4 separate regions of the Mus musculus genome follow, and all the other regions are linked to region 2. The links are chromatin contacts, called in public Micro-C maps. All regions are on one chromosome and are shown on one strand. The core of a region is the stretch at or near the end of the contact, and the rest is flanking DNA. Distances in the headings are between cores, read along the strand shown.

Region 1 (3,342 bases), core at 193-2,692, 180 kb after region 2:
CAACTTGCTGAAGCAGCGAGTGGCAAGTGACCAAGGGCGGCAGGTGACACAGGACCTGGTGGGCTCCTCCTGGAAATGTCTAGACTTTAGGCTCCGTTGGTATGCGGTTTGGGGAAGAGACTGTAAGGAGGAGGCGGCTGGGGGACAAGGAAGGAAGCCTCTACTGTAGTCTTGAGAGTTCAGTGATGGAGTATTGGGCCTGTTCAGGGCTTAGGAAGATGAGTTTGGGTGCCCCCCCCAAATGATAGGGTGCAGAAGAAAAGCCATCCTGTAAGTCACTCACTGGCCACCACACATTTGGCTTGGCATGTGTGGTACATGCACGTGAACACACTCAATAAATGGTATAAAGATTAAAATAGGAGTTGAAGAGATAGAAGCAATACTACTCTTGTAGAAAACTCAAGTCTGGACCCAGCACCCAGGTGGTGCAGTCCACAAACAGTTTATAACTTCCTTTTAGGGCATCCCATGTCTTCTTCTGACCTCCAGAGGCACCCACACACATGTGCATAACTCACACAAAGAAACACATATATACACATGCAAGAAATTAAATATGAGTCTTTTCTAGCAAATAGTATAAGATTAGTCTTTTGGACAGTAATTAAAATCATTATCTCTCCTACCTTATAGGACTTTTAAGGAGATGTTTTAATCCTCCTCACCCAGTAAAACTTTTGTTTATACAAAGCGCCCCCCCCCCCCCCGCTCCATTCTAGGAAATTGATCGCTTGGAGCAGTGACCCCTTTCCCCTTCAATTTCCTCTGCGCCAATTTTCTCAGACTAGCCAATTGAATAAGACTGCGAGGTCACCTGAGTTAGAATAGAAACCATATGCACTTCCTGTCTTCTCTTTGCTTTTCCGCAGCGCACTGTCTTGATGAAGAGTAAAGTTTGCCTTGTTCGGACATTTCATTTTGAAGGATGGTCTCTTTCTTTGCCACCCCGAAACTTATTCCTAACACACATGAATCAAAATAAAGTCTTTAAAAAAATGAGCTAAAAGTGACAACTGCTGGCATTTATTGTGCACTTGGGATCTATACACTTGCCCTACTCTTCCTCAAGTTTTACAGACATCCTAGTCCTGAGGGGTATTGTGTTCCCCCAAGGCCCAGGACACTGGGATTTGAAGTCAGGCTCTCCCTGTGTTTGCCTCCCGGGAAACGGGAGGGAGGATGCCTCTGTGCAGCTGGGCCGTGTGTGTCGAGGGTGGTGGTGGACGGTGACCATTGCATTCAAAGGGGTTGGAGGCGGGGGACAAGGCCTCTGAGGCTCGCGGTCGCTTAGGCCCGCTCAGAGTCCCCTACGCTACAAGGAGCGCTTGCCGCACCCCACAGCCAACAGGGACCCTATTTCCCCGCTGCAAGCCCCGGGGGCCGCCGGGAGCCCCGCCCCCGCCCCGCCTCCTCCCCAGGCGCGGACCTCGGCGCTCACGTGACCCACCCTGCAGCCGCTGGGGCCGGAGGGCGCAGCTCGGCGGAGGCCTGGCCAGGCCGGGCCGAGCGCAGCAGGCCGGAGCGCGCCGCGCGCCTGGGAGGGTCTGGGCGCCGCGCCTCCCGCCGCACCCGCCCGCGCGCTCGCAAGCCCTTCCTTGGCGCTGGGACCCCTGGCGGGCGGCCGGAGGACATGGCCGGCGACGCCGTACAGGTAGGCGACTTGTCCGCACCCGCGGGGCGGCCAGAAGGCGCGGAGGACCCCAGGCACGGGTAGAGTCCCGGACGAGGTCCCCATCGGGAGCCCGCGCGGGCCCTTGTAGCAGGTGGAGGCGCCGACCGGGTCGGAGGAAGGGGTGCTGTTCGGGATTCTACCCCAGCATCCCCTCCTTTGGCCCTCCCCGAGAGTCAGCGTGTGTAGCGGGGTCCCCACTTCGGTGTCCGAGGCTAGCTGCGGATCCCGGTGCCTGTCGTCCCCACATCCTACTCTGGGTCCTGCAGCGTTCGGTTTCTGTCAGGTGCCGCTTCACCTGGAGCAGGTGCCTGGCACCCTGCCCCGGACCGGAGGAGTGCCCGGCCCGATCCCCTCCCCCGCACAACAAAGCCCGGGCCACCCCCGCCTGCAGACGTCTTTACGATGGTCTTGACGCCACCCAGATGGGCACCTGTTGGAGGAAGTGTCTAAGTCACTTCACTAGGCCTGAGGCCGGGTTCCTCCTTCCGCCTTGTTCCCCATAACCACCCTTCAGGCTGACAGATGGAGCTGTAACCCAGGTGGGGCGTGTCCTGTCACACAGACAGGAAGGATTTTATGTCTGGAAGGTGACAGGGCTGGGTCTCTACTCCCTCGCAACAGACACCTGTGACTGGCATCTGCCAGCCACATGGCCTTCCCTGTGTGACCTGTTGGGCGTTACTGAAGCAGGGTCAGGGTCGGGGTGACTGACTCCCCACTCTAATTCAGTGGCCCAAAATCTGAGATCTTTGTATCTTTGTGGCTCCATTAATTCGTCACCATGCAGTCCATTGTCCTGTGTAACTGGTTCTCATCTCCTTCTACACCTGCCCCCATGTCTCCCCTGTACCCTTCTGTACCCGTCTTCCCCAGTCCTGCTGATGGCCTGCCGGCCTTGCCGAGGAGCTGGGCGTATCTGGTGCTGCCGATCTCACAAGGTCAGACCTCCAGGCTGATGCACCGGTGCCGGCTCCCCTTCAAGCCCACTGAGGGCTGTGCAGGGCTGTCCCAGTACATGCATGTGCTTGGTGTGTCCCGAGTAGGACGCACATGGAGGCTGTGATTCCCAGAATGAGGCTGGACCTACATCTTGGTCCCCGTCCCGTCTTCTCCCTTATGTTCATTCCCGCTTGGACTTGCTGCCTGGTTCCACCGTCTCCGTGCCTGTCTGTTCTGTGTCTGGCAAACGGATGTCCTGTCTAGATTCTGGAAACGCCCCAGGCATTGAAATCTCAGGAAGTGGGGTTTTGGGTTCCTAGCCACTTTGCCAAGAGGGTTTCCCCAAGGTGACAGTTCTTGGTCTGCTGTCTGCAGATCTGTAATGGCAGGTGGAGAAGCTGACCTTCTAATTCCTCAAGACCAGGCCAGGCGTTTGCCCTGCTGCCCTCAAGTGACTCCTTGTCCCTGGGCAGAAGTGAGTCACCGAGGAGGAGGACCCAGGAGGCCCTGCCTCCCTGCCTGCATGCTTTTCACATTCCCAGGCCTTCTCTGCTGGAGGTGGGGCCAAGGACCTTCACCTCTCCTCTTTGCTTGAGCTGGCCCTGCTCCTGGCTGTGTACCTGCTTTGCCTGCTGGGTTGGGGGCGCTGGTGGGCGACAGTGGGTGGGGCCTGGTCATGACAGAGTATTGTTCAGTGAGGCCAGGTTTAAATACCAATGCTGCCTTCC
Region 2 (3,378 bases), core at 527-3,026:
AAGCTCACTCAACTAACAAGATAAAGCAAGAATCTAGACTAGACCCAAGCTCTTGAGTTCCAGAGTTCACAGGTGAGTCACAGGGTCAGAGGACAGACAATAAGACAGGGACAGCCGTTGAGGTACTGCTAACTAGGCAGCCAGGAGGTCTTTTCTGAAGGAGACATTGAACACAAACCTAACTATAAGGAAGGCCAGCCAGCAGGGGACACCAGCAAGCAGAGAGCCCGTGCTGAATGACGCATCTGGGGTGCGTGAGGGGAGGGGATCCTGCGGTGGGGGTAATAAGCCTAAGTAAATACCCGCTGTGCGTCTGTGACCGTCTCTCCGCAGCTCAAGAGCCACCTGACATTTTGTAAGGACCCTTTTTGTTTGCTTTTTTTCCAGACATGTTTTCACTCTGGAGCCCAAGCCGGCCTAGAGCTCACAATCCTCTTGCTTTAGCCTTCTGGTGTTGGGATCACAGGCATATCCCATCATCTTGATGAATCGCTTGACAGGGAAACTGAGGCTCTGAGCTGCCTGAGGTTCCCCCTGCCCCGCCCCCCAAATCAGTGAAGCTTGGAAGTGAACCCAAGCTACCAGAACTAGCAGCTGCAGGCTGGGAGGAGCCCGGAGTTGGGTTCCAGAGGCCAGCAGAGCTAAAAGGACGGTACTGCTTTGTCCAGGCCAAGCCAACAAGGTCCTGGGACACTTCAAGGCAGATTTCCAGACGCTACCCTCAACCCCCAGTCTCACATTGCCCAGAATTCCGGCCTTTTCCTTAAGCCAAACAGCTTCAGGCGCTTCATTAGCGCCTCTGAGGCCCCCGCCGCCCTGGGGGATGAAAGCAGCGGAGAGGGGCGCTGTCCTAATTCCGGCACACCTAGCGGGGGGTCGGGCGCTGAAAGGGACGCGGCTGGCCGGCCCCGCGGCCCCGCCAGCGGCCGACCGGCCCCGCCGTCTGCGCTTCAAATGCAAAATCCGAGCGGGGGGGTGGGGACGCCGGTGGCCTCTGCTCCTCCTTTAATAGACCAAAGGACTCTGGCGGCTTAGCTCTTTTTCCTAATTTAAAGATATTTTCAGGCTTTTGGGAGCTCCCCGTGGCGAAGCAGGAAGGCTGGGCTTTGGGGGGGGGCCTTGAAACAGCCACCACGGTTGCCCACGGAGGAACAGGAGAGCTCGGAGCAGGAGAGACAGGCTGGTTAGTGTCCAAAGATAACGCGGGATTCGTAGAGATCCGTGTTGGGTCTTTGCTCTCTGCCTCAGTTTCTCTCTCTGGAACCTCTGCTGGTCCCAAGAAGCTAGGACAGAGGTGCTTACTAAATTTAAACATCGGTCTCTCCTAAGAGAGGGTTCTCAGGGTCAACCCTGGAGGCCTTGGGAAGCGGATGACTTGGGAGACAGATGGAAGAGGCGTGTTACCTCCCAGTCTGGCACCCTGGATGCCAGGGCGGGAAGGAGAGTGGAGAGCCAGGCCAATGTGTGCAGCCGCCTCCATACGGGAGGATGGGAACCAGGATAGAGAATGGAAATGCAGCCTGGAGTTAAAGATAGTTTAGGGAAGATGCGAGAGGTGCCTTTCTCTTGATACTGCCCAGGTTGCACTCACTGCCTCGCCCTCCCAGTTCCCCCTCCTCTCTTCCTCGCCCGCGGCACCCCAGCGGGCCTACCAGCCCTCCCCCCCTTCCCCCCCGCCCGCTCTCCTGCTCCGCTTCTCGGTTCCTGGCCAGCCCAGTTCCCTCCCTCCTGCCCACCTCCCCTCCTCCTAGGACTGCCTCCCGCTCCCGGGAGTGCGCTGCCCCTTCTCCCTTCATCCCGCCACACTTCCCTCCAGGAGCACTTCCTTCTGGTCCCCCCTCTCCCTAGGCGGGGCCGCAGCCGTCTCGCAGGCGGAGGAGGGGAGGAGTGGTGTTTGGAGAAGCGCCCGCTCCCAGCCCGGGGACCTGGTACCCGCGTCGCCCACCTCTCCCGCGCAGCCCCGGACCCACTACGCCGGGGCGCGAAAGCTTTCGGGGGTCACTGGGGCGAGTCGGCGGCGCCCAGATCCCTCCAACCCCGCAAGTGGACCACGGGGTCCGCGGACCGGGACGTGGCTCTGGCTTTGGCCCGAAAGGGCGCGGCGGCTCTAGAACCCGCTAGCTCCCACGAATCCATCCCGTCCCGCACTGGTGCCTACTGCAGCCCGTCCCCTCCCCGCGTGCTGAGCCGGGAGCGGCCCCAGAGTGCGGGAGGGATCGCACATAAATCTGCCGTAATGATGGTGGTGCTAATGAGACCCCGCAGCTCGCCAGCCGAGCTCCCGCGCACTGCGCATGAGCAGTAGCAGCGGGCGCTCCCCAGAGCCCGGGACTCCTCCACACTTCTGACAGGCCTAAGCGGGAATCCGGGAGTCCCAGTGTTTGGGTTGACATCTCACCCTGTGCCTGCGCTGTGGCTCAAGGGCAAGAGTTACCGCCATGAGGATGACTGTCTTCCCTGGCTTCACTTATTGCCAAGCCACCACGGTAGACCCTGGTATCCCAAGGTGATCCGAAACCGTACCAGGCACACAACGAGACTGCTTTCTAGTCAAGAAGGAAGGTCAGAGTTGGGTTTTCTTGTTCTCGGTCCATTTCTTAGCTGTGTGACCTTAGGCAAGTCGCCTGACTTCTTTTGACATTGAGTGTGCTGTGTGCTGTATTGTAATGCACCTACATGCAACACGCCCCTAAGACAACCTGCACTGTCACAGACACATAAAAACCCAGCAGTTCTAGGGGTTGGGGAGACAAGATAATGTCTGCTTCTAAAGATAACCTTGAGCTTATACACCTCTGAGCTCAGCCTGCGGTGGCCTCTCTATTGTGGCTGGCTGGGATTTAATACCTTTGCTTTGTCTAGAGTCTGCCTCTGCCCTAGTGGCTCATGCTGTCCACGTCCACGTGGAGAGATAGTAGACTCCGTAAAAATGTGAGGTCAGGGATATGATTCAGTGCGCCCTACCATGCACACAGCAGTGAATTCCATCCTCAGCACACTGCATGTAACTGGGCATGGTGGCTCACACCTGTAATCCTAGACCTTGAGATGTAGCAAATGGGGGACCAGGAGTTCATGGCTGGCCTAGTCTATAGAGAGTTTATATGGTCTATATAGTGAGTTTCCATCAAGGTAGGGCTACACAGTAGATCCAGTCTGAAAAATGGGGGGTGGGCTCTTCCCTCAGCCGTGTGTGGTTCCTAAGCTGTGTGGATCCCAGTGCCTTCTTCCTGCGAATCTCTCCTAGCCATCTGGAGCAGCAAAGGTGGAGAAAGGGAAGAGGAAGCCTGATTTCAAATAGATAGTCCTAGCATGATAGCCTAGTAGGGTTAAGTGGTTGCTGCTAACCTGATGGGTTCAATGACCTTGGATTCAATG
Region 3 (3,158 bases), core at 452-2,951, 220 kb after region 2:
GGAGGGAGGGAGGGAGGGAGGGAGGGAGGGAGGGAGGGAGGGAGGGAGGGAGGGAGGGAAGATAGATAGATAGATAGATATGTCCTGTGTACCAGGCATAGCAAACTCCCGTGAATCACATCTCTAGCTTTATTACTTGTGTCGCTATTGGACGCTTTGCTCTGCCCAGGTTTTGTGTGTGTGTGTGTGTGTGTGTTTTCCAGGACCCTGGTGCCCAGTGATGCTGAGACCACGCAGCACTTCTTACAAGGATCTACAATGGCTGCCTGTTACCTGGTTGTCTGTTCCCTACCAGACTGCAGGAAATTCTGTCCCGTGTTTGGAGTCCTCTAAGCAAAATATGCTGTCAGGCACAGTGGCTGCTCAGTATCTGTAGGTGATGGGTGTGTAGTTCAGGCGTAGGGCACCTGCCTAGCGTGTGAAACCTCGGTCGGGTTCCACAAGGGCTGAATTGTAGAATGAATGTCTTACATCCCCGACTGCCTGTGGTTCAAACCCCCACAACATGACTGCTAGAGAGCTAAGTGTGTGCGTCTCTCCAGTCTGTCTGCAAGGAGCTGAAGGGAAGTGGGTTGGATGGATTTCCGGAGTCCAGCACTCTCATCCCAAAAAGGGCCTGAAACTCTGCAACCCCCGCAGTCACAGAAAAGCCAAGTGGGGGGAGCAGGAAACGGGTTGTTCCAGGGGCTCAGATAACGCCTGGCTTAGGGGACACCACACCTGCCCCGGTCGTCCCTCCCTCCTAACCCCGGGCACAGCATTGCTTCGGGGAGGAAGGCAGGAGCTTCTGATTCATTCTTGAAAAACCGGATCCTGAAGGTTTCATCTCTCCAGTGTTTCCGGGGCGGGGGCTGAGGGGCGTGAATGCACAGCTTGACCGGTCTTGGCCGCCTGTAGCCCCCGCGCTCCCCAGACACCAAGTCTCTATACTTCCAGTCATCCCTTTAACAGTGGAGAGTGGACAGGGTAGGTGGAAAGGAAATGGGGTTAAACGACCCATGGTATTTGGGCCTTGCCTCTCCAGCTCAGAGAAGGGACACGAGGGCAACCTGGAAGCTGTCTAGTGACCCGTGGGCGAGGAGAGGAAAGCAAAACCCAGCAGGTGCGGCTCCGAAGTGAATATGGGGGTGGCGGTGGGCGTGAGTCTAGGGGCTGATCTCTGGGACTAGTTTCTGGACTCAAAGGATACGGGTCCCTAAGCCCCATGGGTCATTTACTAGCTGTGTGACCTTGAGTAAGTTACTCCACCTCTCTGGCACTAGTGCCTCACTTCTAAAACAAGTTAATAACCCCTCCCAGGAGGGTGTTTTGATTCAACTGAGCTGTGCAGCATAAGCGCCGGACGAGGAAACACCGATCCGGGCTTGCGAGGGGGAGTCATTAAACTAGTGCTGCGGTTGTTACTGTTATCCCGACCTGGGTCTCGGTGTTCCCCCCAGCCAGCTTTGGGAAGAGGCCTGGGAAGGGTCGGGAACACTGACCCACCACCAACAGGGAGCGTCCTGGGAGCAGAGAGCAGAGGCGGACGGGAGGCCCGGCCAGCGGGGAGGGGTCCGTGTTTGGGGTCCCGACGCGGCCAGCTCCACCCCACCGCCACGGCTCCACGCCCTGGAGGCCGCCCCCCGGGCGGGGGACACTCACCTGCGCCGCCGCCACCGCGCGCGCCCTGCTCGGTCCTCTCGAAACTCCGCCCGGCTTCTCCCTGGGCCTCCGGGACTTGGGCGGGGCCGGCGTCCCGGGCGGACTAATCAGCGACGGCCGTGTGCACTCGCGACCAATGGGCGCCTCCCGTCGGAACGCTCCAGAGGGATCCCTCCGCCGCGCCTCGGGCTCCCCCCATTGTGCGAGCAGTGGTCCAACCTTACTCGCTCTAAATAGGGAAGGGCTGAACCATTGTGAGGCTGCAAGGGTTGGGAGACGGCGGGGGAGCTGGCAGCGAGAGTCAGATGACCGGGTTTGGAGGACTGAGTTCTGTATCCAGGAAAGCGCGGTTTTTGAGAGGTCAGCGAGAGGCTGGAGGGCAGCCCCAAGCCCCTCTTCCCTCCCAGAAAGATGCTTTGATTCCAGAGGGTGGACCACAGTGAATAGGGAGGGTCCCGCGTGTCTCCGCTTCTTCCACTCTACACAATAGACAAAGGCGATCGCGCATTCATTCAGTCTTTCAATATTTAAGTGCCCCTGCCTGGTACCAGGCTCGGTCCTGTCTCTATAGACACAAGGATGGAGTATACACAATGTTAGATACAGGGTGTGCAAAGGCTCCGAAGCTGCACAGAGAGCTGCAGAGCACTTCGCAAGCAAAATTGTGTAAGACTCTATGGAACGTATCAGAACAGTAGAACACTCGACTTGTCAATTGAGCACCTACTGTACGGAATCGAAGCTAGTGACCAACCAGTCCAGGCTTCTACCCTCAGGGACAATGGACTCTTTCTCCCCCTTCTCCTTCGTTCTTCTAGGTGCTCTAAGGTTGAACGTAGGCCCAGTTCCTCCTCCTCTTGGAGGATCAGCTATTGGGTCAAGTGCTCAAGGTTGAGGCACTGTTACTGGTGGATGCTAGGCTGACAATCTACCTTCAAGTCACTTCTCCTGCTTCCCTTTTATGAGTTTATCTCCATCTAACTCTGAGTTTACTGTGCGTACACTTTGTCATCCACTTTCTTACCTTTTTTTTAAAAAAAGATTTATATTATATTTATTATTATATCTAAGCGCACTGTTGCTGTCTTCAGAAGAGGGCATCAGATGTCATTACAGACGGTTGTGAGCCACCATGTGGTTGCTGGGATTTGAACTCAGAACCTTCAGAAAAGCAGTCAGTGCTCTTAACTGCTGAGCCATCTCTCCAGCCCCCACTTTCTTACCTTTTAACCCCCCACACACACACATACACACGCAGAGAGTGAGGAAGAGAGAAGGGAGGGAGAAAGAGGGAGGAACAGAGAGAGAGGGAGGGAGGAGAGAGAGAGAGAGAGAGAGAGGAGAGACTGGAAATTACTTGAATCTTTGAAACCTCAAAGCCAGTGACATACTTTCTCCAACAAGGACACACCTCCTTAAGCCTTCCAAAACAGTTCCATCAACTGAAGACCTTTTTTTTTAAATACTGTTTCTTCTTTCCTTCCTTTTCTTCTTCCTCCTCCTCCTCCTCCTTTGTT
Region 4 (3,262 bases), core at 682-3,181, 130 kb after region 2:
TCCCCTGGGACTGGAGTTACAGAATTCTGGGAATCTAACCCTGTTTCCGAAGAGCAGCCAGTGTTCTCATCTACCAGTGATCCATCTCTCCAGCCCCAGTAGCACACATGGTCTGCAACTTCCTTTTATCTTTTCTCTCACACTGTGGATCAGGAGAGCCACAGACTCCCAGCAACCCTCTTGCCTCAACCTCGTGAGCTCTGCCATTACAGGTTGTGCGCCATCATAGTTCGCTACAGTCATCTCTCAGAACTTGGAGTTTATTTTTATTTTTATTCTTTGTTGTTTTGTTTTTGAGACAGAGTTTCTCAGTGTAACAGCCCTGGCTGCCCTGATTCACTCTGTAGACCAGGCTAGCCTCCAAATCACAGAGATCCACCTGCCTCTGCCTCTCAAGTGCTGGGACGAAAGGTGTGCGCCACCATGGCCCAACTTGAACCCAGAATTTACTAAGGTAAAAGGAAGGCCTGACACCCCTGGTAGTTTATGCCTGTGATCCCAGCAGGCTTAGGCTTTGGAGACAGGAAGTCAGGAGTTCAGTGCCATCCTAGGCTACATAGAGTTGAAAGACAGCCTGGGCTGTTTGAGACCAGACCGTGTTTCAGAGAAAAAAAGAAAAAGAAAATCAATATTTTGAAAAATCACTAGATGTGTCTGAGAATGTAGTTCCCTTGGTAGAGTGCTTGTCCAGCATACACAAAGCCTTGGGTTTGGCATTCTTCCCGCCCCCAACACACACACATGAAAAGAAACCATAGTTACACAAGTAACTCAAACAGGAAGCCAGTGTACATCACATGACTCTCTATAGACTGTGGCAAGGTCAGTGCGTGTAACCAAAAAGCCCTGCCGTGGTAAGCCATGTCCCGTGGTCAAAGCTCTCTCTTCCTCTATTTTAAGTCCTTATTACGTTTTTTGTTTGTTTATTTGTTTTGGCTTTTTGAGACAGGGTTTCTCTGTGCAGTCCTGGCTGTCCTGGAACTCACTCTCTAGACCAGGCTGGCCTCGAACTCAGTAATCCGCCTGCCTCTGCCTCTCAAGTGCTGGGATTACAGGCATGCGCCACCACTGCCCGGCCCCTTATTACGTTTTATTTATTGACTTGTTTATTTAGTGTTTGGGTTTGTGTGTGGCACCGTGTGCCCGTGAAGGTCAGAGGACAACTTCCAGGAGTTGGCTCTCTCCTTCCATCATGGAGGTCCTGGGTATCAGAAATCAGGTCGTTAGGTTTTGGGGCAAGTGCCTTTACCCGCTGAACCATCTTGGTAGCACTTCCCTCCCCCACTTTATTATTTTTTATTTTTGCGATAGACTCATGCTTCGTAGGCCTGGCTGGCCTGCAACTCTTAAGTGGCCAAAAACGGCCTCCGGTTTAGCCTCTGCTTTCCAGAGAACGGTATTAGTATAGGCCAACGCAGCCATGCCATGACCCCTTGTCTTTTTGGGCAAGGTCTTTTGTAGCGCGGGCAGGCTTCAAAAGCGACAAAACGGAGGATGAGTTGAACTCCTGATTAGTGCTGGGATTACAGGCTAGCGGTCCTCTGCCGGCTTATGTGGCTTTGAGGCTAGACAGGGCCTCGGGCAGGTTAAGCAAGCACTGCGCACACTGAGCCGCATCTCCAAACCTTGATGTCTCTCGTTCCTGGACAGTCAGCCCGGCAGGACCCTCAGTCCTCTTCTGGTTCTTATTTGGCCCCTGGCTTCTCTGAACTTCAGTTTCTCTCTTGGAAAAGAAGCCGACAAGTCCTGCTGATGGGAAAGGCGAGGGTCGCCCAGGACATCGTTCGGGTGGGAGCTCCACCCAGCTCTGTCCGATGTGCCTGGTCCCCGTCCCAGGACGCCTGAACCACACCACCCAGCTCCCCGCGGGGGCGGGTGTCGGAGCCGCGCGCGGGGGGGGGGGGGGAGGAATGTTGCGTTTGTTCCAGACGCGGGCGCGCGGCGCGCCCTGGGTCTGTTTCCCCGGCACTTTCCTGTTACTTTCCAGCGGGGAGGACAGTTCCGGGGAGGGCCCTGCTCACGCCCGCTGCATAAAAGCCCAGCCCAGCCGGCCGCCACAGCCCTCTATCAACCCCAGACGCTGTCCGTTCCGTGCCGCGCCACCATGAGGGGCGTCAGATGCCCCGGCCTGCTTGGTGAGACCTCGGGGTTGCGCGGAGCCGGGAGGGAACTCGCGGGACGTGGCCAGGAGGGGCAGGGACAGTCGAAGCCGGCGCACCTGTGCGCCCCAGAGGGCTCTCCAGGGGGTGTCAGATCCTAATGGGCTTGAGTGTTGCCAGTTTGGAGACTAAGAGGGAGAAACTGAGGCACGGGGGCAGTTAAAGAGGGTAACAAAGCAGGCATGGTGTCACAGGGCATTAGGGAGGCTGAGGCAGCAGGGTCACCAATTTCAGGTCAGCTTGTGCTACACAGCAAGACCCTGTCTCAAAAGAACAAAAGAAAAAGAAATGCAGGCTAGAGGCTGGGGTGGTGCCGAGGTCAAGAGCATTAAGAGAGGACCTGGCTGGGTCCCAGCACCTATATGGTGGCTCACAAGTGTCTGTAACTCCAGTTCCTGGGGATTCACACTGTCTTCTGCATCCACGGGCAACAGACATGCAGTGCACAGACATACATGCAGTGTACAATAATACATGCAGTGCACAAACATACATGCAGGCAAAACACATACAGTTTAAAAAAAAAAAAAGCTAAAAAGAACTGTAGGTTAAAGTACACTTTGCAAACTGTTGCCCAAACAGACGCTCTCAATGTGAAGAGAAACCCACGTGAGGGTGCCCATTTCTTCGAGGGTGGGAACTCCCCCTGCCCCAGTCTGTCCCCTGCTGTCTCCGTGCCAGGAACAGGCAGAGAATCTCCTTGGGACTTGTCTGGGACGGAGCTGCTGGCTGAAAGGAACTTACCAGGCTGTGGTTTGAACTTGGCTTTCATCATGACTTTCCCGCCCCACCCTGGGTGCCTCAACCGTTGTTTGATGGCTAAGTCACCTAAGTAACTTGACAACAAACAGTGAAAAAATGGAACGGGGCACCAGCTGGAGTTACCCCAAGATATGGAACTTGGGGCACAAACTGGGGTCACCCTAACCACAATGACTGGCCTGAGTGCTAGTGACAGGTGGCAGGCAGCTCAGTAGCCATGGACCTAGAACCAGGAAATAGAGTCCCAGGGTGTCACAGTTGGTGGCAAACAGCTGCAGGGGCCTGCCTGGCTGTCACTAAGCTGGGTCACAGTGACTTTGGGCTGCACTTTCCTCCTCTGT

Evidence for each region. A called contact is a pair of places that touch in the nucleus more often than the background predicts.
Region 1: a Micro-C map of embryonic stem cells shows a contact between it and region 2, with 1.6 times the contacts expected there. The contact joins the promoter of Pkn1 here to the enhancer-like site in region 2. A contact is called at or near these places in 7 of 39 promoter capture datasets (cranial neural crest, embryonic stem cells, liver and 2 more), 3 of 484 Hi-C or Micro-C datasets (bone marrow-derived macrophages and embryonic stem cells), 6 of 115 datasets of contacts at active chromatin or transcription factors (bone marrow-derived macrophages, embryonic basal ganglia, embryonic stem cells and 1 more) and 3 of 9 other capture datasets (adipose tissue, liver and pancreatic islet).
Region 3: a contact with region 2 is called in a Micro-C map of embryonic stem cells, with 2.0 times the contacts expected there. The contact joins the promoter of Gipc1 here to the enhancer-like site in region 2. A contact is called at or near these places in 7 of 39 promoter capture datasets (the 3T3-L1 cell line, hippocampal neurons, liver and 3 more), 1 of 15 datasets of contacts at CTCF or cohesin (large pre-B cells), 9 of 484 Hi-C or Micro-C datasets (the 3T3-L1 cell line, B cells, embryonic stem cells and 3 more), 8 of 115 datasets of contacts at active chromatin or transcription factors (the 230-238 cell line, embryonic limb bud, embryonic stem cells and 3 more) and 2 of 9 other capture datasets (adipose tissue and liver).
Region 4: a contact with region 2 is called in a Micro-C map of embryonic stem cells, with 2.3 times the contacts expected there. The contact joins the promoter of Adgre5 here to the enhancer-like site in region 2. A contact is called at or near these places in 11 of 39 promoter capture datasets (cranial neural crest, embryonic stem cells, epiblast stem cells and 5 more), 8 of 484 Hi-C or Micro-C datasets (Th2 cells, embryonic stem cells, extraembryonic ectoderm and 1 more), 21 of 115 datasets of contacts at active chromatin or transcription factors (SST interneurons, bone marrow-derived macrophages, craniofacial prominence and 11 more) and 3 of 9 other capture datasets (adipose tissue, liver and pancreatic islet).

What each region holds. Positions count from the first base shown.
Region 1 is chr8:83,697,279-83,700,620 of GRCm38.p6, reverse strand. It overlaps Pkn1 (protein kinase N1), which reads left to right and starts at 1,442. Exons shown (of 22, transcript NM_177262.4): 1 at 1,442-1,654. The coding sequence starts at 1,634.
Region 2 is chr8:83,873,914-83,877,291 of GRCm38.p6, reverse strand. No RefSeq gene overlaps it. Among named protein-coding and RNA genes, the nearest start is that of Gm26721, 24 kb to the left of the region's middle. Within about 2 kb of position 1,776, at least 185 of the 459 cell types and tissues checked have an H3K27ac peak or open chromatin away from gene starts, as enhancers often do. A contact at or near this core is called in SST interneurons, Th2 cells, craniofacial prominence and 12 more, where this site is marked.
Region 3 is chr8:83,651,221-83,654,378 of GRCm38.p6, reverse strand. It overlaps Gipc1 (GIPC PDZ domain containing family, member 1), which reads right to left and starts at 1,701. Exons shown (of 7, transcript NM_018771.3): 1 at 1,642-1,701.
Region 4 is chr8:83,739,980-83,743,241 of GRCm38.p6, reverse strand. Adgre5 (adhesion G protein-coupled receptor E5) reads left to right here and starts at 1,931. Exons shown (of 20, transcript NM_011925.2): 1 at 1,931-2,135. The coding sequence starts at 2,105. It overlaps Gm46046 (predicted gene, 46046), which reads right to left and starts at 1,956. Exons shown (of 2, transcript NR_168527.1): 1 at 1,626-1,956.